Linked DNA regions of Mus musculus: regions 1, 2, 3, 4, 6 and 7 are each linked to region 5. The links are chromatin contacts, called in public Hi-C, HiChIP or PLAC-seq and promoter capture Hi-C maps. All regions are on one chromosome and are shown on one strand. The core of a region is the stretch at or near the end of the contact, and the rest is flanking DNA. Distances in the headings are between cores, read along the strand shown. Region 1 has its middle 90 kb from the start of Gm32210. Region 2 overlaps Gm32210 (a long non-coding RNA gene). Region 3 overlaps Gm32210 (a long non-coding RNA gene). Region 4 has its middle 18 kb from the start of Gm32210. Region 5 holds the start of Thbs1 (thrombospondin 1). Region 6 has its middle 36 kb from the start of Gm32210. Region 7 has its middle 11 kb from the start of Gm13985.

Region 1 (4,150 bases), core at 909-3,408, 500 kb before region 5:
CACATTTGCAACAGTGGCATGATGCTTTATGCGCATGTGTGTGTGTGTGTGTGTGTGTGTGTGTATGTTCAATATACTTGGTGATGTGGGTATGTGCATGTGCATATGAGGTTACATGTGTAAGTGTTTGCATCTGTGTGGGCCTTTCCTCGACTCGTCTCCTTTAGTTTTTGAGACAGGGTCTTTTGAAATGAATGACCAAATGAAATCTGGCTGCACATTCAGCTGCAGCAATCCTGTCTCTATCTGCCAGTCCCCCTCCCTGCCTGTGCTGGACTTAAAAGTGCGTTGCCACTGTGCGCGGTGTCTAATATGGATGCTTGCGGATGTGAACTTGGGGTCTCACGCTTGCATAACAGGGGCTGCAATGACTGAGCACTTCACCGATGCCCCATGGGTGCTGCTTCTTATCCCCTACCCTTTTTCATGGCTCTCTGTGGCCTCAGAGTCTGATTCCAAGACTCCCACTCGATGGCCTATCTTTAAAAGCTAGTGATGATTTGTTTTGCTATCACTGGTAGTCATTTTTTGTGTTAGTTTGGCTTGTATTTTCTGTTTTGTTTTGTTTTGTTTTGTTTTTTTCTTTTCTTTCAGAACTTGTCCACCTTATGCTTCTGTGCTGGGTGAATTCAGGGTCACGTAAATGAGATCTCTGTTCTCCAGAAGGTAAAGTACATCCTATTACCTGTGCCCCTTCATCCTAAGAATTTCACACCAAGGCAGCTGCAACTGTGCACCAGTTTACTCACCACTGAACTTGTCCCAAGAACATTAATTTTCCCTCTGTAAATGTTTGATTTTGTGCCTCTGTTTAAATAGTGGTTTGTGGGTATTCCTTGATTTCACTTTGAATTTTATTAAGGCCCCAGTCTTCTCCCAGTCATTACAGGAATGTGGAGCATGTAACTGAGAAAGCACCTAATTGGTGGACCAGGAGATATGGGGGTACTGTTTGTTTTTTCTCTTTAGATGTGTGAATTTTGAAAACATCAAAACTTTTGTGAAATGTCAAGTTTCTTTGTAGGCTTCAGGCCTTATGATCTTCAGTGAGATTTCCTGTCTACCATGCAACTTGACTCATATGTTTCACAAATGAAGGATGCTCTGGGACAGTGGTTTCCCTTGGAACATGGTCCACAACCATTTCCATGGAGAATTTGTCCTTCGTTTTCCGAATGGTTTCTTCTCCACCCATCATGACATCCCACTCCCTGCCCCCACTCGCACACAAGATCACCTTCCAGTGTGCACTTTCATAACTCTCAGTTCTAAAAGCCTGTGGCCTCCTTTGTGCCAGCTCCAAGCTACTTCTAAATGATATTCAGCAACAAAACACTGTGACAAAGTGGCCTTTTGTTTCTATTGGCTTCTCTTTATTGATTTCTTTTCAAAACAAAGCCTTAGCCAGTAGCTTGGACTGGCTTTGAACTCAGATCCTCCTGCCTCAGTCTCCTGAGTGCTGGAATTAAAGGCACCAATCCCTAGGTCTTTCTACTCCTATTTTTAATGCTGATTTTCACTATTAGGACCCTAGCAGGGCTTTCTACAAAGCAATAACTGACCATATAGTTAATGACATATAAGTACTCTAGTCTATGAATTAATTATATATGATATATATACACAAACACACACACACACCACTGTACAAATGGCAGTATTGGAAAAAACACATTATTTCCAAGAGAATTCCAATTGCTTTTCAGTTCACCTGGAAGCACTAGCTGTATATCATAGAGGACACTGAGGCTGCCCATGTTTCTAAGGCAGCTTGTTCCTAGGACAAGAAGAGAAAGCTTCCATTTCTGAGTCCATATTCCAAGGGTCACAAGACTTGCTCTCTTCCTGGTTTCCTGTAGGATTATCTGTAATGCAGGGCTGACTTTGGAGGCTCTTGCCTTCGCAGGGAGCAGGTATGTCTAGGGGCAATCCATCTTCCCCTCTCCCTGCAAACTTGAGCCTTGTCCCAGAGGTCTGATCACTGATGGCTCAGTACCAGCTGCAACCCAATCCTTCTGTGAACACAGCTGATGTAAATTAATCTGATGTCTCTAGCCTTTGCACCCCAGCTATCAATCTCATGGGCAACTAGCATGCTCAGAGCCAGGCATGGGATTCCAGGACCCCTTATCACTGCAGTCTTTGTACTCTAGAGTCCAAGCTGCAGGAGGCCCTGTGGGCACCACAGAGATGCGAAAACATTTGTCCTCACAGCAGACTGGATTCCTCAGGCCTCTTTCCTTAATGAAATGGCCACTGCCTGTTAATCAAGTAGAGCAGACACAGTTCAGCCTTTCACCAAGTTGAGGCTGTTCAGCACCAGTTTTGCAGGAGGGGGTCCTGTGGGCTGCAGAGGCTGAATGCTGCCTAGATAAACAGCCATCTCAGAGGTGTTGTTCTGTTTTGCAGACAGGATTGTTCATTAGTGGGAGGAAGCATACTGGGTCACCAAGTGCCATGATCAAAATGATTTCACTCAGGAGCCAAGGAAAAGAAACCACACACACACACACACACACACACACACACACACACACACAGAGAGAGAGAGAGAGAGAGAGAGAGAGAGAGAGAGAGAGAGAGAGAGAGAGAGACCCAAGGAGCACATTTGGAAACAGGAGGAAAACAGGAGGCACAAGAAGCTCAACTGCCACCTCCTTTGCCCTTCATGTGCCAGCCCCCACCAGTCAGCAGGCACAGGGCATGTGTGGCTCTGATGGGTTCTGTTAGGAGCCCTCCAGTATTTTAGACTTAGACTGTCAACTTGGAGACCAGCAGCCCCTTCCCACACTGTTGTAGCTGCCTCTGTCTCGGGCTTTTCTTTCTGGGTAGTGACCCTGGATTTCTCCTGTGGTTACCATCTGTTCTGACTGTTAATTAACTGATAGTTAGAAAACAAGAGAAAGAAAAACTGTCCTTTCTCAAGCTTTCCCTATATTTCCCCCCATGATGCAAACACTCTCTCCATTGGGTTTAGAAAACACTCTCCACTTTGAACTTGGGAACCACTCTGCAAATTCTATATTGTTTTATGATTCCCTAGGATTTCCCCTTCACTTCATTATTAGTAATGGTATTTAGCAAATACTTGCCAAATACTCATCACGTATCAAAAGCTACTCTAGGTGATAACGTTTAGGTGACTAGTGAGCTGGAGAGAGAAAGACTCTCAATTTTCCAAGGAGAGGAAGACAACCAAAGAGCAAACAAGTTCCATAAGACTGCTGCCAGCTGAACAGGTACAATGCGAGCTCAGACATATTTAGTCAATTAGAAACTCAAGTGCAAATGGGAGAGAGATAGTAAGGGATGGAAGCACAGACACTTCTAACAAGGTACGAGACAAGGCCTCGCTGAAGACACCAAGAGAGGAAGCAAGATACTTGAAGATCTGCATCCCAGAGAGAAGATCCCGATGGCAAAGCCTCTGGCGAGGAGGAGGTGGCCATGGAAGACAAGGAGAACAGGTAAGGTGGACTGCATGGGAGGAGCCTGGAGGTGGAGATGACTTGGAAAAGCCCATTTCTCACTAGAGATCTGGGAAGGTCATGCAGGTAAATCTGTCCCTCTATATGGGCATCATACATTACTATCTGTGGTCCTCAACTGAACAGCTCCATGGAAACTACATCATAATCTGCCAAGTGGACTGATGATACCCTGGGCTCTATGTGTCTAGACTGTTTGTTAGGGTTCATGCCCATAAGTGACAGAACCAAATAGGCCATGTACAAGTCTAAAGTCCTGTTTTACCTACTCCAGCTTCCAGCTTTCCTATTGTAGAATGATGGCAATTTTGTTAGAGTGATAAAATCTAATTGTGGGAAAGAATAGAAAATGGCTTATGCGATTTCAATTATATAGTGATAGCAATGGCTACTTTACCATCTCCTTTGTATGTTTTGTTTTTCCTTTATAAAAAAAATGATAACAAATTGGCGAGGGGGGGATTACTCTGCCTGGCACTAGGGTTTTTGTTAGATAGGCTTCCAGGGAGTGTTATCACCCAGTGTTGCATAACACACTTTAAGTCAAAATTCCACCCCTCTGGTAAGGTATATTTCATCCTTGCTACCCCAGGATATATTCGCAAGGATTTATTCAGATGTAGGGAACATAGTCTTGACATCATTTTCTTTGTATCTAATTT
Region 2 (4,339 bases), core at 458-2,957, 370 kb before region 5:
CGGATGCTTGCTTTATTTTATTTTTAATAGTGGTGCTCATCATGTATCTACACCTGGAAGTCAAGAGTTCAGATACAAGTCATCTTTGCCACTACAGCCAAGAGGCAAATGAGACATGAGACATGGTTCATCAAAAGAGCTCAGACTGGACTTGTGTCATTCAGAACTTAGACTAATTACTAGAAATGTACTAACATTCAGATATTATGTAGAAGAGACTAAATATAGAAAAACAGGAACCTTTGGATGATTTATGGGAGCAGGGGTTACTTGGCCTTGAGATAACCTCACCATGACTACAATGCTGAGACCACTTCCACTATGGCTGTTGTCATAATCCTTCCAGTTGTATGCCAGGCTTTGGTAGGTAAAGTCTGGCTCTAAAGATGCTCTTGATTTCTTTGCTTGACATTGAAATTCCAAGGTAGTAGTGAAAGACCCTATGGGGCTTTCTCTGTTTTACTGGTAGAATACCAGTATTATCTGGGTACTCAGAGGGTAAGAACCCATATATGTGTGTTGTACAAATATGACAATCCTTACTCCAGGGATGCTGAAATTATGGAAACTATTTAGTTGATAGAGCTGGATGCCTCAGCAATCTCAACCTAGTGCGAAAGGCCTGGGTGATTCCTGGAGAGCCAATGGCCTTTATTTCATGTTAGAATGTGAAAGATGCTGAGATCCCATGTTAACAACAATAGCAACAATAACAATAACATCAACAACAACAATTAGCAGCAGCAGTTCAACAAGGCAAATGAACTCATAGGTAGAGAGATGAATTTGCCAAGAAGATGTAAACAGAAGATTTTCCACCAGTCCTCCTTATAGCTCAGCCACCATCCAGAAACCACACATTTATGATGGGCCTTTTCACTTCAATTAACTTAATCAAGAAAATCACCCAGAAGTGTGCCCAGAGACTTGCCATTCTAGATCCAGTTATGAAGATTAACCAAGATTAACCATGACAATGCTTATTTCACTGGTACAAGTATATTGTACCCAGTACCTACTTGGGCAGTCATAATCTTTTAAACACCCATTGGCAAGCAGGTAAAATAAACAGTAAAAATGCATGTCCAATGTAATGGACATTCTCCAGCCAATGTGTGAACAGGGAGGAACTTAAAATTGGGGCTATTTCTTTGCTCTGCAAGAATCTAGTTCAGTGTGGACATAGATTGGGGTGGAACAGAGACAAAAGAAGTTCTATTGAAAATTAGTAGTGTTCACTGTCCCCAAGGCACTTATCATTTGTCATCTCTTTCACTTAACTACATGAAGCTGGATTCAAAGTCCTTCCAATTTCATGAATGAGGAAATAAATGCCTAGAAGATGAAAGATATATGTTGAGCCCATGGGGATAGTGTAAATGAGAGTTCTGTATAGATTCAAGGCCAAGTTACAGTGCAGTATCACCTTTCTCCATTTATAGTACTCCCTCTAACAACCCTGAGAATCTTCCTCCATCTGTATAGTCACTGTCTCCATTCCCATTTCGCTATATCACTCCATATAGATAGGACCCAGTGTTAAAATTTATGCATATCACATCTCACTGTGCTAAAGAGGTTAGTTCATTTCTCGGAATAGCTGCATAGGAAGGCCTGAATAGTCCTCTGAGAAATGACACAGCTCTTCAGATGCTAGGAGTGGGATGGTGGGGAAATACCAATATCCCTAGTAGGAAAACTTAAGAAGACATTTCAAAAGTCTCTTAGTCATGCATCAAGGAGTGTTGAGAAAGACCAGTCAACTCTGGCTATTTTTGCTACTGAGAAAATGTAAACACTTCTGTATTTGTTTTGTGGTTTCCTAGGTTATCTTTCCCAGAGGGCACTCAGGATTATGTGTGAGGGAGGAAGAAAGGGGAGCCCAGATGGGGCAGAAGGACAAGGGCTGTCTCTTTTTACTGAGAACTTTATGTCACATTAGAAATCAACATGGAGGGTGGCAATGCTGTAGTGAATGTCACCTCGTATAAGTTCTTTCATGCAACTCTTAAGTCAGATTTTATACAAATTCCACAGAATAGAGAGCTCTGACTCTAAGATGAAAACAATGCCTAGAGTTGATAATTCATCTCTTCTCACACTAGTAGTGGGGGTCAAAATTAGCATCCTGCCCCTAAAGCCTAGACTCGCCTGATGAATGATGTATTCCTGTGTAGAGTTTCAGGTTTCCTTTGTTGAAAATTATTTTCCTTGTTATTAAAATGTAAAAGCAGCCTTGAACAAATCCCTATAGTTTTAAAACTGAGACTAGAACTGATGCCAGTACTGAGATTAGATCAGTATTAGAGTCCTGATTTCCTGGAGGAATATCATTTCTACTAGGGAACAACTGCAACAGGAAGTTTGAATGTTAAGAAATGACTATTAGTCAACTGATCAGCAGGTATGTAAAGGAATGTGCAGTGTACTAGGTCAAATGGATGGCTAGAAGGAAGGTATATTCTACTGATAATCTCTGGCTTCTCCTCTGCCCATGCTAAAAGTATTTGAGCAAGGACAGCGAATGGGTATGCTATCAGGGTCTTAGCAATCCACTGACCGATAAAGGTAAAACACATAGCATTGTGGATAATTAGCAGTAGTTAGGAAAAGTGAATACATGTAAGAAAGGCAAGTGACATTGGGCTGTCATCAGCCTCAAAAAAGGATGCCCAAATACAGAATCTACTGTACTGAGCAATGCCTTTGAGAAATTGGTCATGAGCATTGATATTTTCTTTCTCCTTGACTTTGGTCACAAATATGAAGAGGTCTTATTGAATAAGAATTTCTAGAGATGGATATGCATGTTCTTATTACCTGCTTCCAATTCTTGACATAATCAGATCTCCACTCTTTTGAGTCACCTCAACCCCTCATCCCAATGTGGTCCTCACTTTGTCCACATTTTAGATTCAGAGACCCTTTTTGAGAACTCAAATAGAAATTTCTTCTTGAAATTTCTCCAGTGTTTTCAGAACCAAGTGATAAGGTGGAGTCAGACTTCCACACACATTTTTTCCATGAGAAATCAAGTAAGTGAATGAGTGAATGAATAAATGACAGCCTGTTCTTTTATACCTAGCTAAGCATTCCATGTCTTTAGCCCGAGTTTGCAAACAAAGGATGAACACAAGATGTAAAACTGAAGGTGAGGAACAGTTGATGAGGAGATACTGGGGAAAGGAACAGTGAATCCAGTACAGTTAGAGCAGAGGGCCAGGAATACAGAAGAAGGAGAAGGGGAGACAGTAGGTAAAAGGTCACTAAGTACAGTTAGGCTTCATTTTGGCAGGTGATTCAATTCAGTGTTTTGAGTGGAGTGCAGTGTGTTCTTGCCTTCTCTGTGCCTACTCTGTCATGGTTACTTCCTATCATGCTCCTTTTCCTCTCTGGCTCATCCTCAAGACCCTAATTGTGGACCTTCCCCAACATTCTTTCACTCTTCCTGTCTGTCTCTCTTTTCCTTATGAATAATTCATAATCAAATGAATAATTCATTAAAAATTTCATAATCTCTTTCTCATTATCCTATTAATAACTCAAATTCTTATCATCTGTTTTTATCTCTTGCTTGGTTTCCTCAGAACACACTGGTAATCCCCTAGGAATGTGTGATGAGTTGATGATGTGTGGACGTGGGGCTTGGCTAAGCATTCCTCAGACTTTCCTTTTTTAAGCAGCTTTCTGATTAGCACAAGCTTGTCATTCTCTTTAGGGAATGGAGGAAAGGCAGAGCCACATATACACATGCCTTCTCCCAGTTGTTCAATCAACAATAGGCTACAGTATTCAGCAAAGCGATTTTACAGACATAGTTGAGGGCCCAAATAGTTGCTTCTGAGTTCACCCAGAGATTACTTTGGTGTGTTTGCCATTTGTAGAGAATCAGAGATGTCAGTCAAGCATGCAAGCTTTCTCTAGCCCCTGTGGGCTTCACACCTCACATGGAGTCCCTGAGCTGCTGCCTGCCCTTTTGATATATGTTCCTTCCCTGCTCCCTGGGCTTCTGCCTGCATGTGATCTTCCTTTCTAGCTACCCTTTTGTGAATTTGTGCTTACATAGTCATTCTCCATAACTATGTGGCTAGTTTCAGGTAAAACTGTATATATGTGCTATTTGTACACATATCTAACATTTATATGTAGGTGTACATAAATGTTCATATGCATAGAATTCATAGGTGGATAGGTAGAGTATGAAGATGATAGACAGACAAATGATCATTCAAAGAGTGGTTGCTCTTTTTATTCAACTCTGATAAAGAATGTTCCACAAACATATTCAATTTAACTATCCATAATAAAATTCACTTGCTCTTTCCCTCATCCTGTAACC
Region 3 (3,912 bases), core at 972-3,471, 400 kb before region 5:
TAGATTACAGACATTGTAAATGTATTTCTCTCAGTTCTTGTTGCTGGGAAGTTCAAAATGAAGGCACCAATAGATTAGGTGTCTGGTAAGGATCAAGTTCTTAGACTGTTTGCAACATAATATCATATGGTAGAAGTCCTTGGGGGGGGGGCGTCTCTTAAGATCTCTTTTATAAAGATACAACTCCCATTTATGAGCTGAGCCTTGGTGATCTCTAAGATTATCATATTTTAACATACATTAATAAGGAGGGTCTTTTGTATGGAGACTGTAGATTAGTCATGTAGAACATGTTAAACTCCATGGGTCACAAACCAAAACCAAGGCCAAAACAAAAAGACATTATTGTTAGTGGGGGATGGAACTTGTTCAAAGCAGGGGAGTATTGACTGAGGTGGGGTAGTGAGTGTGATCAAAATGTGTTATACAAAGGTATGCAGTTGTCAAGGAACAAATATAACGACTTTCTCTGAGGCTCCAACTCCCAAATAATGACACAGAAATCTTTTATGTTTATAAATGCTTTAGGCCTTAGCTTAGGCTTGTTCCCAACTAGCTCTTAAATTAACCTTTTAATCCTAATCTGTGTTCGGCCAAATGACTCCTTACTGTTCCTCAATTTCATATGTGCTACTTCATCGGCATCTGGCTGGCAAATGTTCTGGGGTCTTGTAGGCAGCCGGGCGCCTAAAAGATGGCGCCGGCCTCCCGTACATCTGTAAACAATGCCACTGCGCAGGCGCTAGCCCGAATCTGGTGCCAACCCCTCCCAAGCAGGTGCATACAAATCAAAGTGCCGGAAGACTGACCAATCCCAGGAGGACACATAGCTCTCCCCAGTGCTGGGGTGTATATAAGCAGTCCTCCCTGGGTTTCCGGAGTTCCCGTAGCATTGAGGTGTTCCTGAAATAAAAAAGGCTGTTGAGAAGAATCCGACCGTGTTGCATTTTTTTCTTGCTGGACGAGGTGAGCGCAACAGGGTCTGACTCTTTTCCAGAGTTCTTATCTCTGTCAGAAGTCTTGCCTCTTCTCTTCTTCTTTGCTATAGGCTAGTTAGCTTTTTATTAAACCAATCGGAAGGTGATGGAAAAGATGTTCTCAAAACATTTGAGACAGGTGATACTTAACATAACCAAAGCTCATTCTGCATTCAGCTCTCCGCTTCACAGAACTCAGTGTTTGAATAATACGAAGACACTACCCAAGAATACTATCCCAATAAACAAATTAATAAAGAAACTCTAGCTAGCACTCTATACCTGGATGTGTGATTACAAAAGAAAAGACCGTGAATAACAAGCAATAGTGGTGATGTGAAGAAATGGTAATTTTTATTCACTTCTGTTTGAAATATAAAATGATCCCGCTGCTTTAGAATGCAGTCTATTAAGATCTCTGAAAGAGTAAGCACTAAGAGACCTTACCAACTAGCAATTCCACTCCTGGGTGTAAAGCCAAGAAAGGTGAGAACACACATCCTTATAGTCTCATACAGTGTGCGATATCCAAAAGATGGGAACAGACCAAGAATCTATCCACTCCTGAACATTTCAGCAAAGCACAGTAGGCCCATACACTAGAATTGTTCTGCCATAAAACTAATGAAATATTGTTCCATGATACGGTATAAATACACCTCAAAAGCCTCACACATGCTAGTCAAAAGGGCAAGTCACAAAAGGCAAATTGCTGGGAGATCCCATTTCATCAGTTATAAGATAAAGGGCTCCATAACAGCACAAAGTAAATTATGGTTTACAGAAGTTGAAAGAGTTCTAAAAAAATTGAATGTGTCAGTAAAAAGGGATTGGGTTTTCCAAGGTGATGAAAATGTTCAAAACTTAATTGTGGTGATGGTTGATCAGCTCCACAAATGCACTCAAAAATGAGTGAGCAAAATGCACAATGGGTGAGTTGTACCTCAAAGAAGCTGTTGTCCATTTGAGAAGACTATTTTGGGAAACTTGGAAGTGAAGGTTTTGAAAGGCCTGCTGTCACAGGGCTGTTAGACCTATGATTAACCAGAGACATCAGTTGGCTTAGTCCTCATATCGGGAAGCAGGCATCAGAGTGAGGGATGAGGTAAGAGGCTCTCTGTGGCTTGGTGGATACCACTCCCACCAGAGAAGGAGGGAGGAAGGAGCCCTAACCAGATCAGACAGAGCCATTCCAGGACCTCCTTCCATGCCCCACTCTCTGGCGTCAGTGGCGTAGTCTGCCACCTAAGGCAAGCGGATATGAGTGGGTTCATCCAAGAAAACACTCAAAAGCTTGCCTAGACAGAGTATGAGCTCAGAAACTTCTCTTTTACCTCAGAGGCTTAAAATTTTTGATTCATTTGGTAACAGTTTATCTTTGATGACGGACCAATGCATGACTCAGTTTTGTGGCGTTTAGCACCTCCATGCTGGGAACTAACTCAAATGCTTTTTACTTATCCCAGAGACAGCCCTGGACTTCAGCCCAAGCTTCCTGCTCCCTCCTGGCTCCCACAATAGGGATTTTTTTGTATGTCCATCTCTCAGGAGACCTAATGGAGAGGCTGTTGTGTTACTGGGTATGTAAAGTTCCAGTCCTTTGATGTTTCCTCTGTCGTTTCTAATCTGAACTACAGATATTAACTGACAGCTTTAGCTAGGGCTTTCAAGAACAGAAAACAAGCTGATAAAGATGAATGTTCTGATTTATATTCAAACTTCACTTTACTAAAATCAAAGCGAGAGCACTGGGTATTTTTAAACAGGGGCTCCCCGGGTATGTGGTAGGCGCTGCTTAGCATCTGATCCTCAGGGTAGGTCCAGAGCCTTAGCCAGTATTTGTCCTGCTTCAGGGACATTATGGCCATACTCATTTGGCATCAATTAAATTGTTCAGACTTGCTGTCACCATTTGTTTAACTTTAGGCCACTGGTATTCACAAGGAATCTCTGAGTTTTCCCATGTGTGGATTATACACATTTTACTAGGTTCTTCGCATGGTGGCTCTTGCTGAGGTTGGCCCATGATCTCCTACCTCATATGGTTAAGACCTAAATGAAGCACCAACAGAGGCCTGCACTCCCCTCAGTCATGGATCCTGTAGGTGTTCAAAACCCCATAGCAGCACTTGGTGAAGACCAGAGTGCTGCAGTGGGGTCACCATTCCCTCTCACAACCTCTCTGGTATCTTCGTGCAAGCTGCCTTGTAGACGCTACAGCCTAAATCATCTAAAAAGCAATCCCAACAAATCAATCCTTGATCAAAAGACATCAGGACCCTTTATGCTCATTCTGTAGGCTAAGCCAGAATCTATTCATCCCCTACTCAAATGTACTCAGTGATGATCAAAACAAGGGAGCCTTGAGCATAAAAAGCCACATGTTTTAATGATCCATTCATAAAAAAAAACCCTCTCATGTTCTAGTGATCTATTCACAAAGGGAAATTACTACCAAGTACTTCCTCCCATCCCCCTCTTTTTCTTCAAGGAAAGGCTAGCTGTGAGGATCCAAGAGAAGTGACAGTACTGTCTTCTTTTCCCCTTGATCCCAGGTTAGGTTCTTCCTCTGCCTTCCCTTTCTGTACTGACTGCACCCTCTGTTATAACTTTGCTTGAATGTCTTTGGTGTGTCCTCATCAGAGCCCTAACTATAGCAACAAATGCCTTATATTTCTCATACTTTAGTACCCACTAAACAAACAATTTCTTGATGTTTTACTGTTTTAATATAGCCTAATAAATAGAGAATAAACACAACTATACACATCTATACTATATAAATGTTTGGCTTGTGTGATACACAGTATTCCAAGTGCCTAAAACCCATGAGATAAATAAAAGGAAAACATTTGCAATAAAAAAAGCAGAAAGAATCTTGAATTTGGACAGGAAGTGGTTAAGACTGCCCATCTGGTGTATCAACCAGATCCTG
Region 4 (4,107 bases), core at 245-2,744, 430 kb before region 5:
TTTCCAAAATACATTTTTATAAAGAGAAGTCTTTCCAAGAAATTCTTCTGTCGAAAATGTCACTGTTGTTCTTAGATACTGATTGGTTAAGAGAAAAGCAGTTATTTTCTTTGGCAATTTTCAAATAAATTCCAGAGATGAGACAAAGAAGATAGCTCATGAGGTGTTACAGTATCTGTTTCCTGCTGTTTAATATTAATTGCCACCATATAAGTTCCTGAAGGGACAATAGCTGGATTGTTTCCAACTACCTTTGTAAGCCAAGCTGTATTCAACAGTGAATAAGGAATAATGGGCATTGGGAATGCTGTCCTATATCCATAGGACAAGTCAAAGAGTTTGCATCACCCAGTGTGCATGTCATCCCCTACATGACGTATGGAAGAGTATCTGATGAATACAGCCAAATTTCACATAAAAGTGAGTGAGAAATTCCCAATCCCTAATCACTTTAGAGGTTCATTTTGGTAAATTCTTTATAGTTAGGGATCAATAAAACTTAGTTCCAAATAGAATTTTTCTGAAAGGAACTTCTACAATATGACTATTAGGGTAACTTTTTTCTAAATGAATATAAAAATGTGAAAATAAAGCAAATTAAAATTATTCAAAGGGAAAAAAACTAATGGAAAAATCCATATTCATACTCAAGAAAATCAGGCCAATGATCTAGAGACTTGAAGCTCATGTATTAAATGCCTAATTTGGAGCAAATATATTGCTTGACCTATCTAGTACTAAATACTATTATCAGCAGGCAAGAGTGCAAAGGCAAGGATGACTTCAGTACACTAAAGGACTAAGACAATGTCTACTCATATTCTTGAAGAGAATACTGTCATCTCCCTGGGCCCTGGCAACTGCACCTTCCTAGTTCAAACATGACAGTTAACTATACAGTTCACTAGGCTCCACTGAACTCCTTTCTCAGGCTTTAGGATCCTAGGAAGGCTACTTAAAACCTTTATGTCTCAATTCCTCCTGCTGTAAAATGGTAGTAGTCATTACCTATTTTGTAGGATAGTTGTAAAGATGAGTTTGGGTTTATAGAATAATGTGGTATGGTAACCAATCCATAATCATTATTTTAAAAATTTTTTTTTACCATTAGCTTTGTTAATTTTAATTATCAAATATATACCACTAAATATGTTCTTAAAAAATCATTGTCAAATGCCAGTCATTATTTCTCTCATATTTTAAAGAAATTCCTCAACCATTTAGGAAAAAGACAAAGGATGTGGTGGTGCATTGAATATTGAAGAGTTGAGTCCATATCTCCAGTTTTGTTTTGTGTTGTTTTGTTTTGTTTTATGTCAAACAGGGCTTTTGGCCAAGTCCTTCCAAGAGAGAAGGCACAGACACAGAACTGGGAAGAGAGTGGAGTTCTGTTTACACCACATCAAAACAAGAGGCTCCTACAGCCAGTTTCATCAAACAACTAGTCAGTTCTATGAAACAATGGTCCAGTTAGAGGCTCATCCTTGGCAGCGCAGAGCTGTCTCCAATGCCAACACAAACAACCAGTCAAAGACGGCCTGTACACCCCACTCAGAGAGCTGGCTGGGGAGCTGTATCTCATCTGCGGTTTATGAATGATTCTAATGGTGACTGTTTCCATCTTGTAATAAAACCAGTTGAGATCCGAATCTCAGATTGGTGAAGACTTTCCAGATGCAAAGGCCACAAAAGGGCTTTCAAATGAAGTGTCACCCAGCAGACTCCTCTTTCCCACAGCCCACCCAGAGAGAAGGTCTCAGCCTTCTTTAGATCTGCAAAGGCCTGAGAACTAAACACTTCTCTGACAGCAATTCTAGAGATGCCTTTCAGTTGTGCAGGACAGAATGGGAGACACATAGATAATCAAGTAGTCCTAGATGGCACAAGGCTGGGGCAACTTTAGCTTTGATGAACATATCTTCTAATAGTAATTGGCTACTTATAGTTTATCTTTTGAGAACTATCTGACAATTTTCACCAGTCCATTTATTAATTGTGCTATTTTATTTCTTCTTTTGTAAATTTCTCTCTATTTCACTATATGTCTTAAAGATTTTTTTGTGCTGATTCATATAACTATATAGTTCACTCATTTTAACTACTGCATAGTTAATAATTCACTGCATGAATATATACCATCTATTGCTTTATTTTTGAACATTGAGATTGTTTTTAATTTCTTATTATTACAAATATTCTGAAATAAAACTATACAATTTTTACTTTTTACATTCATATGCAGTTTAAGTTAATGTCTTGATACACATGTGTGACTATGCAAACATATATTGAACTACAATTTTTATAAAATAGTTCGTAACAATTTTGTTATTTAAATGTATCTATTCACTTGATTCTACTCCATCCCATTCCATTCATACTCATTTCCATCCACTCTATTCCATTCTAAAATTGTGGGGGTTGTAATTCATTACAATGGCTTCCCAGTTCACTAAGCTCACAGTTTGAACCATAGGCTCATGCATGTGTTGCTTTCCTTGGGCCATATTATATACACATCTTTAACTTTATTCCTAATATCTCCCCCAAAATAGCCCCAGAAAATAACCTAAAATTCTATGCCTCCAAATCAAATAAACAAAAAGCACTTGTTAAAAAAGTCAAAGTTTATTATGTCAACCACAGTAAGGATGAACATTATGGCAGATTCTTAACAATGTCTCAAAGTGAAAATTTATGTTTTTATGACCTGTTTTGATGAAGACAATGCTATGACAGAGAGCTAGTATGAATCAGGCAATATTTATGACATAAGGGAATTGGATTGGTGGGCATAGTCTGACAAGACTCTGGAAAAAAGCTTGCTCAAGCTGTAATTCATGATAAATAAATTATCTTTGGAATGGCACACTCTCTGGAGCAAATGTTTCCTGGAGCAAGCAGCTAAGCACCACTTCACAAAGCGAGAGAAGGAGGCTGAGCATTGGGCTGATAACAGACAATGATATCATTTGAATTTCCTTAATGGATAATGATGCCTAACTAAAGGTATTGATGAACTTGGTTCACATTAGATCACATTCTTTAACAGGCTTGTACCAATTCATACTCTCACCAGAATTTTGTTTTACATTTCCTTGGCCATGAGAGAGATTTGACATCTTTCTGTCTGACAGTTGGCCATGAGGATTTTTCTTCTGCCATGTCATGAGGCCATTTTTTTTCTATTTGATGGTTGTACTGGTCCTAAATGTCACAAACAATGCCGTTTTGTCAGGCAGAGCCATAAGTAGTTCAAGTATCATCTCCCAGGCTGTGCTTCACAATTATCTCAGTACTTACCATATTTGCTTTACAAAATGCCAAGAACAGGATAATTTATCAATACTTTTATGTTTTAGTTATTAAGTATATATAGTATAATTAACCAATGCACTTTATGTCTTATCTTTTTGGTTCATTTGTTAAGACATTTTTAGAATATTTCCCTTTAATACTACTTAGATACTTAACTCTTATTTACATCTTTAAATTGCCTGGAATTTATTTTTCTCTTCAGCAAGAGATAAAATGTTCAGTCCAGCATTGCCATAATACTGTTTAAAATTACTGAATCACTGGATTCTAACAAAAAATAATTATTTACATTCCATGCATCTTTGGTTTAACTAGAGTTTAACCAACCCTGGCTATTATCAGATGGGTTTAGTTCCAAACTGTGTATGTGGGTCAAGTTTGCTTCACAAATTGGCCATAATGCTGAGACCCTGACTATTCAGGGTGGATTGCAAATGAGAGAGAGAGAGAGAGAGAGAGAGAGAGAGAGAGAGAGAGAGAGAGAAGAAGAAGAAGAAGAAGAAGAAGAAGAAGAAGAAGAAGAAGAAGAGGAGGAGGAGGAGGAGGAGGAGGAGGAGGAGGAGGAGGAGGAGGAGGAGGAGAAGAGAAGGGGAGGGGAGGGGAGGGGAGGGGAGGGGAGGGGAGGGGAGGGGAGGGGAGGGGAGGGGAGGAGAAGAGAAGAGAAGAGAAGAGAAGGGGAGGGGAGGGGAGGGGAGGGGAGGGGAGGGGAGGAGAAGAGAAGAGAAGAGAAGAGAAGAGAAGAGAAGAGAAGAGAAGAGAAGAGAAGAGAAGAGAAGAGAAAGAGAAGGA
Region 5 (4,115 bases), core at 377-2,876:
GCCTGATGATCCCGAATCTTCAGATTCAGTGGCTGAGTCAGGGCCTGTGACTTCAAGGGCAGGAATCTAACTTGACTAATCAACCAGTAGAAACTTTTACTGCTGGCTCTGAGTATCTGAAGTCTAATAAACAAACACATCTTGGGAACGTACTTATCTACAAGAGGCACTGGCTGTGTAGCTGTGTACCCGGAGTAACTAGGAAACACTCTGTAAGCCCCTCCTTGCGTGTACGCACACATACCACGCACACTCACACACCTTGTCACCGAACACTCCCTCCCACACAAGGAAAGTGAAATTGCTGTGTGATGAGCATAAAGTCCTGGGTGTTTCCAAGGTTTGGGAGTCCAGCCAGGTGTAACTGATAAGGGGAGGGAGCCCCAGCTGTCCCTCAGCCGGCCCCGCCCTGATTCTGCCAAGATCCTTATTTGGTGATGCTTTTACCTGGATCCCTGGACTCAGAGCCAAGCCTGCTCACGCAGGGCCACAGCTGGAGAAGCATCGCCGCCGCTGACGTCCCTTCCCAAAGAGATGAATGGAATTCCAGGCAGCTGGAGTCATCTTGGCTCCGGACCGATGGCATTGAGACCAGACTTCAGAGACAAAGGATCAGGCAGCAGTCTACTGATGGAAAAGTGTATACCCACAGAAATGTAAACCACACCTCGGTTTTGGGAGCCGAAAAAATGAAAAAAAAACTGTTTAGGGAGAAAGATGGGAAATAAAATAATAGGTAGAGAGTAATTTATAACTCTACGGGTCCGTTCTGTAAATAGTGTAAGATCCTGGAGCCAGATGGTTCAGCAAATTCTCCTATCGGGAGTCACGTTAAGAAACACGAGTGGGCACAAAATTGTTTTTCAAGACACAATTTCAATTTTGCCTTGAGGGAGCGGGATATAAATTCGCTTCCTTAAAATGCCGCTAAAAACTCTCCGAAAGGATCCCCTAAATCAGAATACATATACCGCCCCCAAGCGGCCATCTGAGGAAGCAAAGTAGAACTGGGGAAAAAACTCTCGACTTGGACAGTGAGTCGGAAGGCGACCTCCGTGCACGGTCCTGCTGGCCCTGTGCAACACCGTGCTGACACCCTTAGTGAGTCAGACGGAAGGCAGGCGTGCGGGACAGGAGTGAAGCGCAAAGTATAGATGACATGGGATCCCCCACCCACCAGGATTGACTCAGGAGGCAGCTTCCTTTAAGGGGTCCAACCTTTTGCCCTCTTTTATTTTTAAACCAGACTGTCTCGATCCCCAAGCGTCTCTGTCATGGAATTATTCAAGGAGATGTGCTTTAATGAAAGCCTCCCTAAAGGGTCTTAGGTGGTCCCCAAAGAAGCATCGCGTCTGGGGACTCTCATGCAGAACGTCTCCAGTTCACATGGCGCAAGATCCTAAGCGCTAAAGGCTGAGTACGCCAAGGCTGCGTGGGCGGAGACCTATTTTTCTGACAAGTTCCAGGGCTCCTGTGCGGGATCGGAGTCTCCCCCTTCACTTTCAGCCCGAGAGCTGTGCGCCAAGCAGCAGGGGGCGGAGAAATGAACCCGTCCGTCCCCGTCCCCCGCCCCCGCCCCCGAGAACCCTCCCCCCTCCCTGCTTCCTGCCTCTTTAAAAGGTCCTGGGCTCCTCAGTCAAGCCAGCCACTGCCTGGAGTCAGCCAGCCTCATCGGACTTCTGCAGGCAATCGCGAAGCTGCTATCCAGTTCTGCCACGGTCTCTCCCGGCGCACCGGCAGTCTCAGCGTCTTCACCGGACTCAGCGTCCTTGTCCTTCACTTCACCTTTGCCACCTCTCCGGGTTACTGAGCCCCGGTGCACACAGGTAAACCTCCCGCCTCTGCGGAGCACCTGGCCGGCCACCTCAAAGCCCCAGGCTGCAGATGATCAGCGCTACTCCTCATCTCCTACTCTTCCCCTTCTGGTTTTCCTAACTCCTTTATCCTGCCCCGTCTATCCCCTGGAAAGAACTTTCCGGAGCTGGTTCTCTTCAGCCTTCGGGTTCACAAACTATACCTCCAAGACACCCCAAGATTTTCTCCCCAGTAGTCTCCAGGTTACCCCTGACTGTCGCCATCCAAAATACATTCTGTAATCTTGTCTAAAGGGGCGGGGGGGAGGGGACGGACCCAAGTCACTTTATACCCTTTATCCTGGAACTCCAACAATCCCCCTGCCTCTGGCGCTCTTTTTATACTGGATACCGTTTGGAAAGTAAACCCTTCTTTTTCAGCACATATGGGGCAAAAGAAGAAACACACACACACACACACACACACACACACACACACACACACACACACCTCTGCCCTTCCACCTTGCTTCCTGGTCTCTGACTCTGGCCTCCTGTGCTTCTTGCTACAGGCTCCGTGTTGGGCACAAAGGCTCCACCATGGAGCTCCTGCGGGGACTAGGTGTCCTGTTCCTGTTGCATATGTGTGGAAGCAACCGCATTCCAGGTGAGTTTGTGATATATTCATTTTCCTCCCCCTTCTCCTCTCTCTCTCTCTCTCTCTCTCTCTCTCTCTCTCTCTCTCTCTCTCTCGATAGCTCCTGTGTTTCCTTGGAGTCCTTATCTCCTGATAAGGATGCAGCTTCCCTCGCTCAGCTTTCCATAATTGCCATTATTGTCACGAGTTCCCACCTTGGCTCCTCACAGCCAGAACTTTACCCCCTTATACCTAGCCTAGAAAGCCGATTGTCTTCTCTCTCCTTACAGAGTCTGGGGGAGATAACGGTGTGTTTGACATCTTTGAACTCATTGGAGGTGCACGAAGGGGCCCCGGTCGCCGACTGGTGAAGGGCCAAGATCTATCCAGCCCCGCCTTCCGCATTGAGAATGCCAACCTGATCCCCGCTGTGCCGGATGACAAGTTCCAAGACCTACTGGACGCTGTGTGGGCCGACAAAGGCTTCATCTTCCTGGCTTCCTTGAGGCAGATGAAGAAGACCCGGGGCACACTCCTGGCTGTGGAACGGAAAGACAACACTGGCCAGATCTTCAGTGTGGTCTCCAACGGCAAAGCTGGCACCCTGGACCTGAGCCTGAGCCTGCCAGGGAAGCAACAAGTGGTGTCAGTGGAGGAAGCTCTCCTGGCCACTGGCCAGTGGAAGAGCATCACGCTGTTTGTTCAAGAGGACCGGGCTCAACTCTACATAGACTGTGATAAGATGGAGAGCGCGGAGCTGGATGTACCCATCCAGAGCATCTTCACCAGGGATCTGGCCAGCGTTGCCAGGCTCCGAGTTGCAAAGGGAGATGTCAATGACAATTTTCAGGTAAATCTTCTTACCTGTCACAAGGGCTATGTGGAATTAATATCGGTAGACTAAAAATGATTCTCAAATGTAAAGAGGAACAGACACCCCCAGAAGGTTGGTTAAATCATATTACAGATGACCCAAAACTCCAGGGTTTCAGATTTGATAGGGACCCGAGAAATTTTGTTCCTAATAAGAAATAAGTTGTAATGGTGCCAGGACCTGGGACCCATGCTTTCAAAGCTATCAGGAGAGATAAGAAATGGTTTTCCTATTACACTCAGCCTGTTTCAGAATGGGGTACTCCCTGTGCCCTTAGGAAAGTAACTTGTATCAAATGTACCTAGCAGTTTTAATAGGGCATGAAAAGGATACTTTGTCAGTATTTGAGTCCCTGGGCAGGGTGTTCTGGGTGCTTTCAGTATGGATCTAAGGCAAGACATGAATAACAGTCCAGTCATGTGCCTCTGGGACTCCTTACTTGCCTTAACTTTCAGATATTTTTTTTTCTTACAAGCGTGGCTTTGAACGCCCACATTAACTCTTTGTCACTGGAGAGTATCATGTCCTCCAGACTTGGGATCAAATTCCATTTCCTGTGTACCCCAAGCAGCCTGAAAACTGGATTCTTTGTAAAATGCTCCAGTTGGCAGAAGACACAATTAAGATTTTGAAGTTGTTCGGCAATTTATGTCTCTGTGATAGTTTGGCAGGATGATCTTAAGTTCTTTTAAACTTTCTGAGCGTTCACCACAAGCAAACTCAGACTGGCCGCCCCACCCCCACGCCCAGCATTAAACCACGTCTGTCCTCTGCCCACAGGGGGTGCTGCAGAATGTGAGGTTTGTCTTTG
Region 6 (3,939 bases), core at 201-2,700, 440 kb before region 5:
AGCTTGGCTTCCTATTCTTAGCACTGGGTAAGGCAATGCTGTGCAGGTGTAAGAGATGCTCCAAGAGGCTGCTTCAGAAAAACACTCCCAGGAATTGGTTTGACTCAGAGTTTTAGACTTCACTTTCAGTAAGAAAACAAGGTCAGTGGCTCTGAAATGTCCACCAGAGGAGGCTGAATTGGCCTCGAAGTGTAATCGGACTTTGGGCAACTCTATTGCTACCAAGCTGACCAAAGATGTTAGAGAAGCAGAGTGTCTCTATATGCAGAAAGGAACAAGAAAAGCTGAGTTCCTTCAGGGGTTGCTGTGGAGAGACACCTGCTCAGACACCTACTGGGATTTAAGAGTTCGCTCCTCTTCCTACAGAAGCTCAAAAATCTTTGCCTACCTAGAAACAAAGGGGCTGTTTCACCCACCATACTTCAATAACTCTTGCTCATGGAGTCATGGAGTCAAAATCCAATCAGGAAAAAAAGGGAGATTTTTTTTTTAACTTTTAGAGGAATAAACTGATTTTTTTTATTCCTTCCTAGAGCCTAAAGCTTTCTCACAGCTTCAACTGTTATTTTACTCAAAGAATACTATCTATATAAAGCAATGACGAGATAATCAGACTGTTTCTAGAAACAGGAACTAGGACCCATACCTAAAGTCTTAGAGTTGGCTACCTGTTGTTGAGGTAAGCATCATGACTAAAAGCAGCTTGGTGAAGAACAGGTTTATTTCATCTCACACTTTTTAGTTTATCGTGAAAGATAGCCAGGGCAGGAAGTTGGGACAGGAGGGAACCTGGAGGCAGGAAACGGAAGCCAAAGCTATGGAAAAATGCCACTGGCTGACTTGCTCCTCCCAGCTTGCTCAGGTTGCTTTCTTATACACCCAGGACCACCACCTAGGGGGGATGGCATTGTCCACAGTGAGATGGGCACCTCCTCATTAATCAACAATTCAGAGAATGCCCCTCAGGCCGATCTGATGAGGACATTTTCTTTGTTGGGTTTCCTGTCTCAGACGACTCAAGCTTGTCAATAACAACAAGGACAAAAATACCTGACCAGTGAACCTAGAAAAGAGTATATGCTCATGGGGGTGATAAACAAGATAAATTAAGGAGGAGACAGATTTAACTGACACTTATTAATCTTGCCGGCCTGGATCATAAACCAAGCACAACAAGGCTTACACAATCAGTTGAGAGCGCTCCGAATTTCCTGTAGACTTGTCTTAATCCATGCTGGGAAAAATGGTATCCATCTAATAAAAATCATAGACTTTAGGCTTATAAAATATTAGCATCCTGTCAAAGGGTAGCTCTAGGAGAAAATAAGGAAACCACTGAAATCAATCTACTGCAGCCTGGTTAGTTGTTCCCACTAGCTAGCTAGACTGAGGTTCTTTGCCTGAGCTAGCTGGCCAGTAAGTTTGGGCCCCAGGGATCTCTTCACAGTGACTCACTGGCTTGCAGTAGCCAGACCAGCCCTTTTGTGGTTGCCAGGCTTTGGTGTGTCAGCTCTTGGTCTCTTTTCCCTCTCAGAAAAGATAAAAAGAGCAGACATCAGTATGAGAACTTGGGACTTGGATGAGGAATCATCCCTTAGAAATTATTATTAAAATTAAACAAAGGCATTAAAATCACTAATAAACAACTAAGCTAGAGGAGCGCATGATTGGAAGATGTTCTTAAGCACAGGAAAATGGGTCAACGAAGACTGGAGCTCCATTTCCATAAGACCTAAATAGCACTGTGATATTTACAGGAACCTTTATTTTGATTGGTTTAAATGAGATGTATTTTTAGTAGTTTCAGAAATTAGTAAACAAGAAGATCAAATCAAATAGTTGAAATTTATATGAGATTTTTTCCTAGTAGAGGGAATTGAGCTTTTAGGAATACTGCATCAGAATTGGGAAGGTTTCCATCTTATACTATTACGTTGTAAGATATTGCATTTCTTCCTAGAAGAACTCAGCTAGCTTCTCCTTTGGGGACAGTTAGATGCTATAAGCAGCCAATCTGTACAATGAGCCATACAGAAGCACATGAAGTGGTGTCTCTTCCCCAAGAACTCATCAGAGAGACAGACAGGAGCAGAAATGGGAGAAAGACACTTCAACATCAACAAGGCCAGGGCAGGGGTGAGAAAAGAGACTGTTGAGCCTTGCGTCTAAAACTGACTTGCTGAACATTAGAATTTTCTAATGACCATTCCACCAAATGTACTTTCCTTTAAACTTTAGATATTTTTATTATCTTCCTGCCTTCCAATTTAGGGATGCTTCAATTGTCTTTGTTCTAGATCTGTGCTATAGTGGGTATGGAAGAATAGAGAAGGGAAAGAAAATTGAAGGCATGTGGAGACATTCATGAATCTAAGTATAGAATTAATTAATTGTCACCAATAAGTTTAATAAGTTGTTTGAAAGAAAACATATTTATGAAGATTTTATGATTATGTACATGACTTATTGAAATATACTCTTTATAATTTGAACATAGGTTTACCTGTAAATACAGATAGATTCAGAAGACTGTGGGCCAAATGAAGTCAGTTACAGTTCTCTGGGAACAGTTGGTAGCCGCTGGTGTGAAAACATTGACAAATCCATTTTCTCTATCTATAGACTGTTGGCCAACAAGGGCATGCAAAAGTGGAGGAGCAATGGATAAAGGACAGTTATGGGGAAAGTGAATCTGAGAGGCAATTTCTAGTAGGCACTGTTGACTCTGATCTTCAATTAGAAAGCAGTAGGAAGTCAGAGACAGTAGACTACTTTCAAACTCACAAGCTACATTCCCACAGTTTCATAGACTCCAATAAAGGATATGAGACTTCTCTCTGGTTCATTGACAAAGGAATTTAACACACATGCACACTCCCACACACATAGACATACACACATGCACATATGCACACATGCATGTGCACTCCAGTATCTGGAGCTGCAATGCCAGCATCTCCTGTCTCAGTTCACCAAGAGTGACACACAGACAGCTAGTATGGCTTCCCACACAGTGCTGGGTTATGGACGAGGCATCGTGAGCTGAGCAACTCGTGTTATTTTTTTCAATAGACAGTAAACCTACCTTTCTATTTGCTGAAATAAGACATTACCTAGTTGTGACATAATCTTTGAAAAGTCTGTCATTGTCTTCGCATGGAGAATATTCAGAAACCTGACAGAGCCTAACAGAATGAAGTGTCCTTCCCTGGGCCTAGGGTCTCTCAGGCTTTGTCATCAATAAAGCTATGGAGTTGCTTATGGTGTTTGCTAAAAGTCCCTGCCCTCACCTTCTCTTAACCCTGCTTCCTTCTTCTGAGATCTTACTCTTAGGGGACAGGTGAGACTAGCAAAAGTTATTGGACATCACCTCAGCCATAGTGTACCGGGGACTTGCTTTAAAGGTAGTGTGTTCATTCACAGTGTGCACCCTACCCATCAAGGAGAAAGAAGTCCTTCTGTTCATGGTCACTGCAGTAGTAACTCTTAGTCTTTAGAGGTCCATATCCCAAGTCCAAGTTCTCAGCAGTGTCCGACACTTATGGAATATGTAATAGCTACACTGTTAATCATGGAAAGTAGTCTTCTTAGAGAAAATTTCCCAGAGAGAGGATGCTCAGCTCATTCACTCCACAGGTTCACTAACTCGGTGTAATAGTTTGCTCTTGGTTGTCAAGTGGACTGGGTCTAGAATCAGCTAAAAAGCAAACTCCTAGAAACACCTTTGGCAGGTTTTCTGATCAGGTTATTTGAAATGAGAAAACCCACTGTTTTGATGGCACCTTCCAGTGGCAGCCGAGATCAAAGGGGGTTTAAGAGAAAAGCTTTGCTTTACCTCCCTGCCTTCTCATCTCACTGGCAAGTCCACGTGTCCTGGTGTTTCTGCTGCTGCCATTCTCCGACACCAGACCTATCTTCCTCGGACTTCCAACATGGGCT
Region 7 (4,031 bases), core at 1,407-3,906, 310 kb before region 5:
TCTGAAAGGAAAACCTCCAATCGAGGAACTGCTGCGATCAGATTAGCACCCACAGTGACTGGGTCCTTCCACATCAATCATCAAGGGAGAAAATGCCTCAAAGACTTACCTACTGGCCTATCTGATAGAAGCAATTCCTCAGCGGATCTTCCCTCTTCTCAAATGATGAAGCTCATGTCAAGTTGGTAAAACAGCAAACAACCAACTCCGTCAGGTGGTCCTGGGCTATATATGAAAAGGTTGGCTAAGTGTGACCTGAAAGTGAGCCAGAGAGCAAGCCAGGAAGTCATGCTTGTCTATGGTTTCTACTTCAAGCTCTTGTTTGAATTTCTACCCTGACTTCCCTCATGGATGGATCTGACAGTGTAAGGTGAAACCAGTCCTTTCTACATTGCTTTTGGTCAGAGTGTTTCATCACAGCAACAGAAAGGAAAGCAGAATAGAGAGAAAGCTACCACAATGTCTGTACTATTGGATCCTTATTTTTTTGTTTCATCTGTTTCATTTGTTTTCATTTGTTTCACTTGTTTGCTTGTTTGTTGTGGGGTCAATTCTGGTTTTTAAAACATCAAAACGAGTATAGTACTAATGTGCCAGTGACTGACTTTTCTTGTAAGCTTTTTCCCTAAAAGGAAGATCTGTTAAGATAGGTGTAGGCTGCCTTGTAGCTTTCCTTCACCTTGGAGATTCCTTCTCTATGATCAGAAACTATTGGCAGGCCCATCTGGTTGTGCTCAGCTTATAATGGGGATGCCTAGGCAGTACGGTGGCACTTACGTGAAATGCAGGTACAGAAACCCTAGTGTTAGCTGTAGGGCAACCTGAACATAGTGAAACTCTGTCTTAAAACCTAAGGGAAGGGAACCCCTCATTGTAAATACATTCAAAGTTATTTTCATGGCCAGCAACAACACTTAAAAATGCTTAATATATTTAATATACTTTAGGCTCTGAAATAAACAGTTCACAGTAACCATTTCCTGAAAGTTTCAAAGCAATTCCTTAAAGTGGGCTGGGCTTCACAGAGGAAGGAAGTGCAATTTGGGGGAAGGGTTAGTTTATCTGGGTCCTTGATAAGCAGAAGGCAAGAATTCCAAAGCTAGATCAGTGCAGACTTCGTAAGCAGATGGAAATGATCATGGTTTCTCTGCCTCTTCGACTAGGAAGATTGGAGCTTTTGATGATGACTCAACAAAACAAACAGGAACTTTGCAGAGCAAAATGTCAACTAAGTATTACTACCCCATTTTTGAACCTTTCTCACTAATTACCTCCCTTCTCGAGACTCCTGAATCCCATATTGCAATGACCTCTCCTTTGCCACCTTCACATGACGCGTGGCCAGCCTTCCCTCCGAGGACTTCAGAAGATCCTACCTCCTCACTGGGCTTTTGTTAATCTGTGGTTTGATCCTTAGGGCTCGATATCTTCCACAGAACTATGTTAACAGCACGTCATGCTTTGACAACTAAATATAAACTGGGAGTTTCTACTTCTTGCCATTGTACCAACTAAAAGCAAGAGAAGTTTGCTTCTGAGGATGAAAGTGCTGACCAATTGAAAAACAAAATCTTTCTAATGTTATCTCCTTGCCAACAAAATGCTCTTTTGCTAATTTTAAATGCAGGTCTTGAGTAATAGAAATCATGACAGGATAGCTCCTTCGGGGTATCCTAACAAAGACTTCATTTCAAAATACACCTCATGGAGGCATTTAGTGATAGAGGACATGGAACCATGGCTCTTTTCTGAAAAGTTGCTGAACAGCCACTTAAATGCCTGATATCATAGCCTTATTAGGGTGGAGGATACAACACAGACATTTTGATTTCTAACCATACAATTTCCCTAGCAATATTCAAGTGTTTCCAAACATCTGCTTCTATTTATCTCTTTATTTTTCTCAGATTCCTTCTGAGCTCATTGGATGATTGGATGACCTTGACATTACAGTTGAGCCCTAAATCAAAACATTTTACATTCTACATATTTTTTTCCAAAGAAGGTTCAGAGTTATTATCCAAGTAATTACAGATTTCATTTCTGGGACTTCTTATCTCTTTTGTTTTCCACATCATAAATAACTGGAATTTTATGTTGACAAGAAAAGTTTTATTACACTTTTTTTTTTTTGCACTTTTGGGGATAGAACTCATGGCCCTGTGCCATGCTTAGCAACCACTGTACCACATCCTAGCTCATCTATAGAATATTTTGTGAGGAAGCATGATTAAGAAATTGCATATGACTTCTGGTTACTTATATAACTCAGTTGATTGTCTTCTTTCTTAGCTAAAGATAGGCAGGGAACTGGCCATGCTGAATTTCAAATGTAAACAAGTAAAATCTGATCTTAAGTGACCAGAAGGGAACTGGCAAGTTTGAATACAGTCCAATGCCTCTAAAAATGATGAAATATGGTTGCATGTGTGGAAGGGAAAAAACCTTAGGGAACCTCACAAAGGTATACTACAGGAGGAACACACATATGGTTCTAAGTGAGGGAATCTCATACTATTGGTCTTTCAGACAATTGCCCCTAAAGAAGCTCAATGATTAATCCAAGGTCACATAATGGATTTCTGCCGACGTGAGCTTTCCTGTTTTCCTGGGCACTATGTCTGAGAACTGAGGGTGTGACTCATTCACTTCTAAGCCCTAGAGGGACATAGTTGCACAATTTTCCACAGGTATTTTGGCAGCACCAAGGGCATTTGAATCAGAGCATATCTCTGTTTCCTTCTGAGGAGAGAATGCATGTGATCCAGCCAGAGATCTCACACACACACACACACACACACACACACACACACACACACACACACACACACTATACACTCACACACACACATACACATGCACCACTGCCCCAGAAAATTTCACGGTAAGATGACTACCTTTTTGTTACTAGGAACTCTACAACTTAGCACTAGACAGTATTTATTAAATACCTTTTAGGCATCAGAGCGATCTGCCTATAAAGCACTGCCTTCTTTTACCTGATCTTGATCTATGACTAATCAGCCCAAAGGCTTTGGACAAAACTTTGAGTCAGGTTCACTTCTTGGTAACTGGGAGAAAGTTATCCCGCCCTTCTTATTGCCTGGAGTTATTGTGTAAGTTGAATGAACTAGCACATGGGGAAAAAAAACTACAAAATGATTGTTGAAATATAATGGACACAGATAAAATAGCTTAATCATAGATGGCATGTGATGCCAGACACATGTCTACAAATGTGACATATCAATCCAACTAAGATACAGCTGAAGAAATTAGACACTATCCCAGGATCTCCTCTCATACTGTCTATGGATAAACTCTATTCTGGGTTTTAATAATATAAACATGTTTCACCTTATATGTAAGTGTCGTTTTTTAAATTTTACTCAGAATAATGTTTATGAATTTCTTTCATGGTGTTGTATGCTAAGGGTTGGGGATCTTCATTCTTCTTGTCCTGTTAATTACACTGCCATTAACTGTATGAACAGATAATGTTTCTTTACTGTTCAACTCTTTGGTTACTTTCCAACTTGACCTTTTTGCAGTTACTCACTTCTGCTAAGTCTATACTGGAAACCAAATGGCTGATTCTGCAGGCATCTGCACATCTAGCCAATAAATATGCCAAGTGGTCTTCCAATATGGTGACTACAGATTGCTTGCCTAGTAAGACTATCTGATGAATATCTGTGTTTGATGTATTTTACTATTACTTTTTATTTTAATTTAGTTGAATAAAATATTCTTAATAAGCTTATCAGCAGCACAAGTTTGGAAGAACAAATCTTTCTTATTTCAAGCTCACCACAGTCACATGCAATATCATTGGGGTTCCATGATATGTAATGGCTGTTGTCATTTTACTCAAGGCTTCTAGAGCTATGAAAATTAATTGAAGTTAAGTCTGTATGGATATATCTATATTTATCTTACTATATAGAAGGAGAGAATCCCAAATTTGCTAAATCTATGTGCAAATAGAATGTATATGTTAGCCCTACACTTCTAAGACTGAGGCAGGATAT

The links. Promoter capture Hi-C pulls out the DNA fragments that hold promoters and counts their contacts. Hi-C and Micro-C count contacts between places; a contact is called where the count stands out from the background. HiChIP or PLAC-seq counts read pairs in DNA pulled down with a chosen protein or histone mark.
Region 1: a contact with region 5 is called in a promoter capture Hi-C map of embryonic stem cells, with 6 times the contacts expected there. The contact joins the enhancer-like site here to the promoter of Thbs1 in region 5. A contact is called at or near these places in 12 of 39 promoter capture datasets (the 3T3-L1 cell line, the C10 cell line, embryonic stem cells and 6 more), 2 of 15 datasets of contacts at CTCF or cohesin (large pre-B cells and pro-B cells), 16 of 484 Hi-C or Micro-C datasets (the AtT-20 cell line, the C2C12 cell line, CD4 T cells and 12 more) and 21 of 115 datasets of contacts at active chromatin or transcription factors (bone marrow-derived macrophages, craniofacial prominence, differentiating embryonic stem cells and 17 more).
Region 2: a contact with region 5 is called in a FOXA1 HiChIP or PLAC-seq map of pancreatic cancer cells. The contact joins the enhancer-like site here to the promoter of Thbs1 in region 5. A contact is called at or near these places in 5 of 39 promoter capture datasets (the 3T3-L1 cell line, cancer-associated fibroblasts, embryonic stem cells and 1 more), 3 of 15 datasets of contacts at CTCF or cohesin (the NIH/3T3 cell line and large pre-B cells), 14 of 484 Hi-C or Micro-C datasets (the MC3T3-E1 cell line, adipose-derived mesenchymal stem cells, bone marrow-derived macrophages and 7 more), 14 of 115 datasets of contacts at active chromatin or transcription factors (cardiomyocytes, a colorectal cancer cell line, embryonic fibroblasts and 10 more) and 1 of 9 other capture datasets (embryonic stem cells).
Region 3: a contact with region 5 is called in a promoter capture Hi-C map of embryonic stem cells, with 6 times the contacts expected there. The contact joins the enhancer-like site here to the promoter of Thbs1 in region 5. A contact is called at or near these places in 9 of 39 promoter capture datasets (the 3T3-L1 cell line, 3T3-L1-derived adipocytes, the C10 cell line and 4 more), 2 of 15 datasets of contacts at CTCF or cohesin (the NIH/3T3 cell line and large pre-B cells), 2 of 484 Hi-C or Micro-C datasets (bone marrow-derived macrophages and ventricular fibroblasts), 25 of 115 datasets of contacts at active chromatin or transcription factors (the NIH/3T3 cell line, bone marrow-derived macrophages, cardiomyocytes and 16 more) and 2 of 9 other capture datasets (adipose tissue and embryonic stem cells).
Region 4: an H3K4me3 HiChIP or PLAC-seq map of neural progenitor cells shows a contact between it and region 5, with 11 times the contacts expected there. The contact joins the enhancer-like site here to the promoter of Thbs1 in region 5. A contact is called at or near these places in 4 of 39 promoter capture datasets (embryonic stem cells, frontonasal cranial neural crest, hematopoietic stem and progenitor cells and 1 more), 1 of 15 datasets of contacts at CTCF or cohesin (the NIH/3T3 cell line), 6 of 484 Hi-C or Micro-C datasets (nephron progenitors and uterus), 13 of 115 datasets of contacts at active chromatin or transcription factors (the NIH/3T3 cell line, bone marrow-derived macrophages, craniofacial prominence and 8 more) and 1 of 9 other capture datasets (embryonic stem cells).
Region 6: a contact with region 5 is called in a Hi-C map of the C2C12 cell line, with 6 times the contacts expected there. The contact joins the enhancer-like site here to the promoter of Thbs1 in region 5. A contact is called at or near these places in 12 of 39 promoter capture datasets (the 3T3-L1 cell line, 3T3-L1-derived adipocytes, the HPC-7 cell line and 5 more), 4 of 15 datasets of contacts at CTCF or cohesin (the NIH/3T3 cell line, large pre-B cells and stem cell-derived epiblast-like cells), 10 of 484 Hi-C or Micro-C datasets (the C2C12 cell line, the Patski cell line, adipose-derived mesenchymal stem cells and 4 more), 22 of 115 datasets of contacts at active chromatin or transcription factors (the NIH/3T3 cell line, bone marrow-derived macrophages, cardiomyocytes and 14 more) and 2 of 9 other capture datasets (embryonic stem cells and liver).
Region 7: a FOXA1 HiChIP or PLAC-seq map of pancreatic cancer cells shows a contact between it and region 5. The contact joins the enhancer-like site here to the promoter of Thbs1 in region 5. A contact is called at or near these places in 20 of 39 promoter capture datasets (the 3T3-L1 cell line, 3T3-L1-derived adipocytes, the HPC-7 cell line and 13 more), 3 of 15 datasets of contacts at CTCF or cohesin (the NIH/3T3 cell line and large pre-B cells), 32 of 484 Hi-C or Micro-C datasets (B cells, the C10 cell line, the C2C12 cell line and 17 more), 25 of 115 datasets of contacts at active chromatin or transcription factors (the NIH/3T3 cell line, bone marrow-derived dendritic cells, bone marrow-derived macrophages and 16 more) and 4 of 9 other capture datasets (adipose tissue, embryonic stem cells, liver and 1 more).

What each region holds. Positions count from the first base shown.
Region 1 is chr2:117,612,838-117,616,987 of GRCm38.p6, forward strand. No RefSeq gene overlaps it. Among named protein-coding and RNA genes, the nearest start is that of Gm32210, 90 kb to the right of the region's middle. Within about 2 kb of position 2,159, at least 8 of the 459 cell types and tissues checked have an H3K27ac peak or open chromatin away from gene starts, as enhancers often do. A contact at or near this core is called in neural tube, where this site is marked.
Region 2 is chr2:117,742,329-117,746,667 of GRCm38.p6, forward strand. The region is part of intron 2 of Gm32210 (a long non-coding RNA gene); the gene reads left to right. Among named protein-coding and RNA genes, the nearest start is that of Gm32210, 40 kb to the left of the region's middle. Within about 2 kb of position 1,708, at least 39 of the 459 cell types and tissues checked have an H3K27ac peak or open chromatin away from gene starts, as enhancers often do. A contact at or near this core is called in cancer-associated fibroblasts, granulosa cells, pancreatic cancer cells and 1 more, where this site is marked.
Region 3 is chr2:117,708,205-117,712,116 of GRCm38.p6, forward strand. Gm32210 (a long non-coding RNA gene) reads left to right here. Exons shown (of 3, transcript XR_374901.1): 2 at 2,444-2,557. Among named protein-coding and RNA genes, the nearest start is that of Gm32210, 5.2 kb to the left of the region's middle. Within about 2 kb of position 2,222, at least 34 of the 459 cell types and tissues checked have an H3K27ac peak or open chromatin away from gene starts, as enhancers often do. A contact at or near this core is called in pancreatic cancer cells, where this site is marked.
Region 4 is chr2:117,684,512-117,688,618 of GRCm38.p6, forward strand. No RefSeq gene overlaps it. Among named protein-coding and RNA genes, the nearest start is that of Gm32210, 18 kb to the right of the region's middle. Within about 2 kb of position 1,495, at least 25 of the 459 cell types and tissues checked have an H3K27ac peak or open chromatin away from gene starts, as enhancers often do. A contact at or near this core is called in neural progenitor cells, where this site is marked.
Region 5 is chr2:118,110,250-118,114,364 of GRCm38.p6, forward strand. Thbs1 (thrombospondin 1) reads left to right here and starts at 1,627. Exons shown (of 22, transcript NM_011580.4): 1 at 1,627-1,826; 2 at 2,366-2,460; 3 at 2,721-3,280; 4 at 4,085-4,115. The coding sequence starts at 2,394. Gm13986 (predicted gene 13986) reads right to left here and starts at 953. Exons shown (of 10, transcript NR_126479.1): 1 at 448-953.
Region 6 is chr2:117,666,906-117,670,844 of GRCm38.p6, forward strand. No RefSeq gene overlaps it. Among named protein-coding and RNA genes, the nearest start is that of Gm32210, 36 kb to the right of the region's middle. Within about 2 kb of position 1,451, at least 38 of the 459 cell types and tissues checked have an H3K27ac peak or open chromatin away from gene starts, as enhancers often do. A contact at or near this core is called in the C2C12 cell line, the SN4741 cell line, adipose-derived mesenchymal stem cells and 3 more, where this site is marked.
Region 7 is chr2:117,800,240-117,804,270 of GRCm38.p6, forward strand. No RefSeq gene overlaps it. Among named protein-coding and RNA genes, the nearest start is that of Gm13985, 11 kb to the right of the region's middle. Within about 2 kb of position 2,657, at least 51 of the 459 cell types and tissues checked have an H3K27ac peak or open chromatin away from gene starts, as enhancers often do. A contact at or near this core is called in the C2C12 cell line, the HL-1 cell line, Kupffer cells and 5 more, where this site is marked.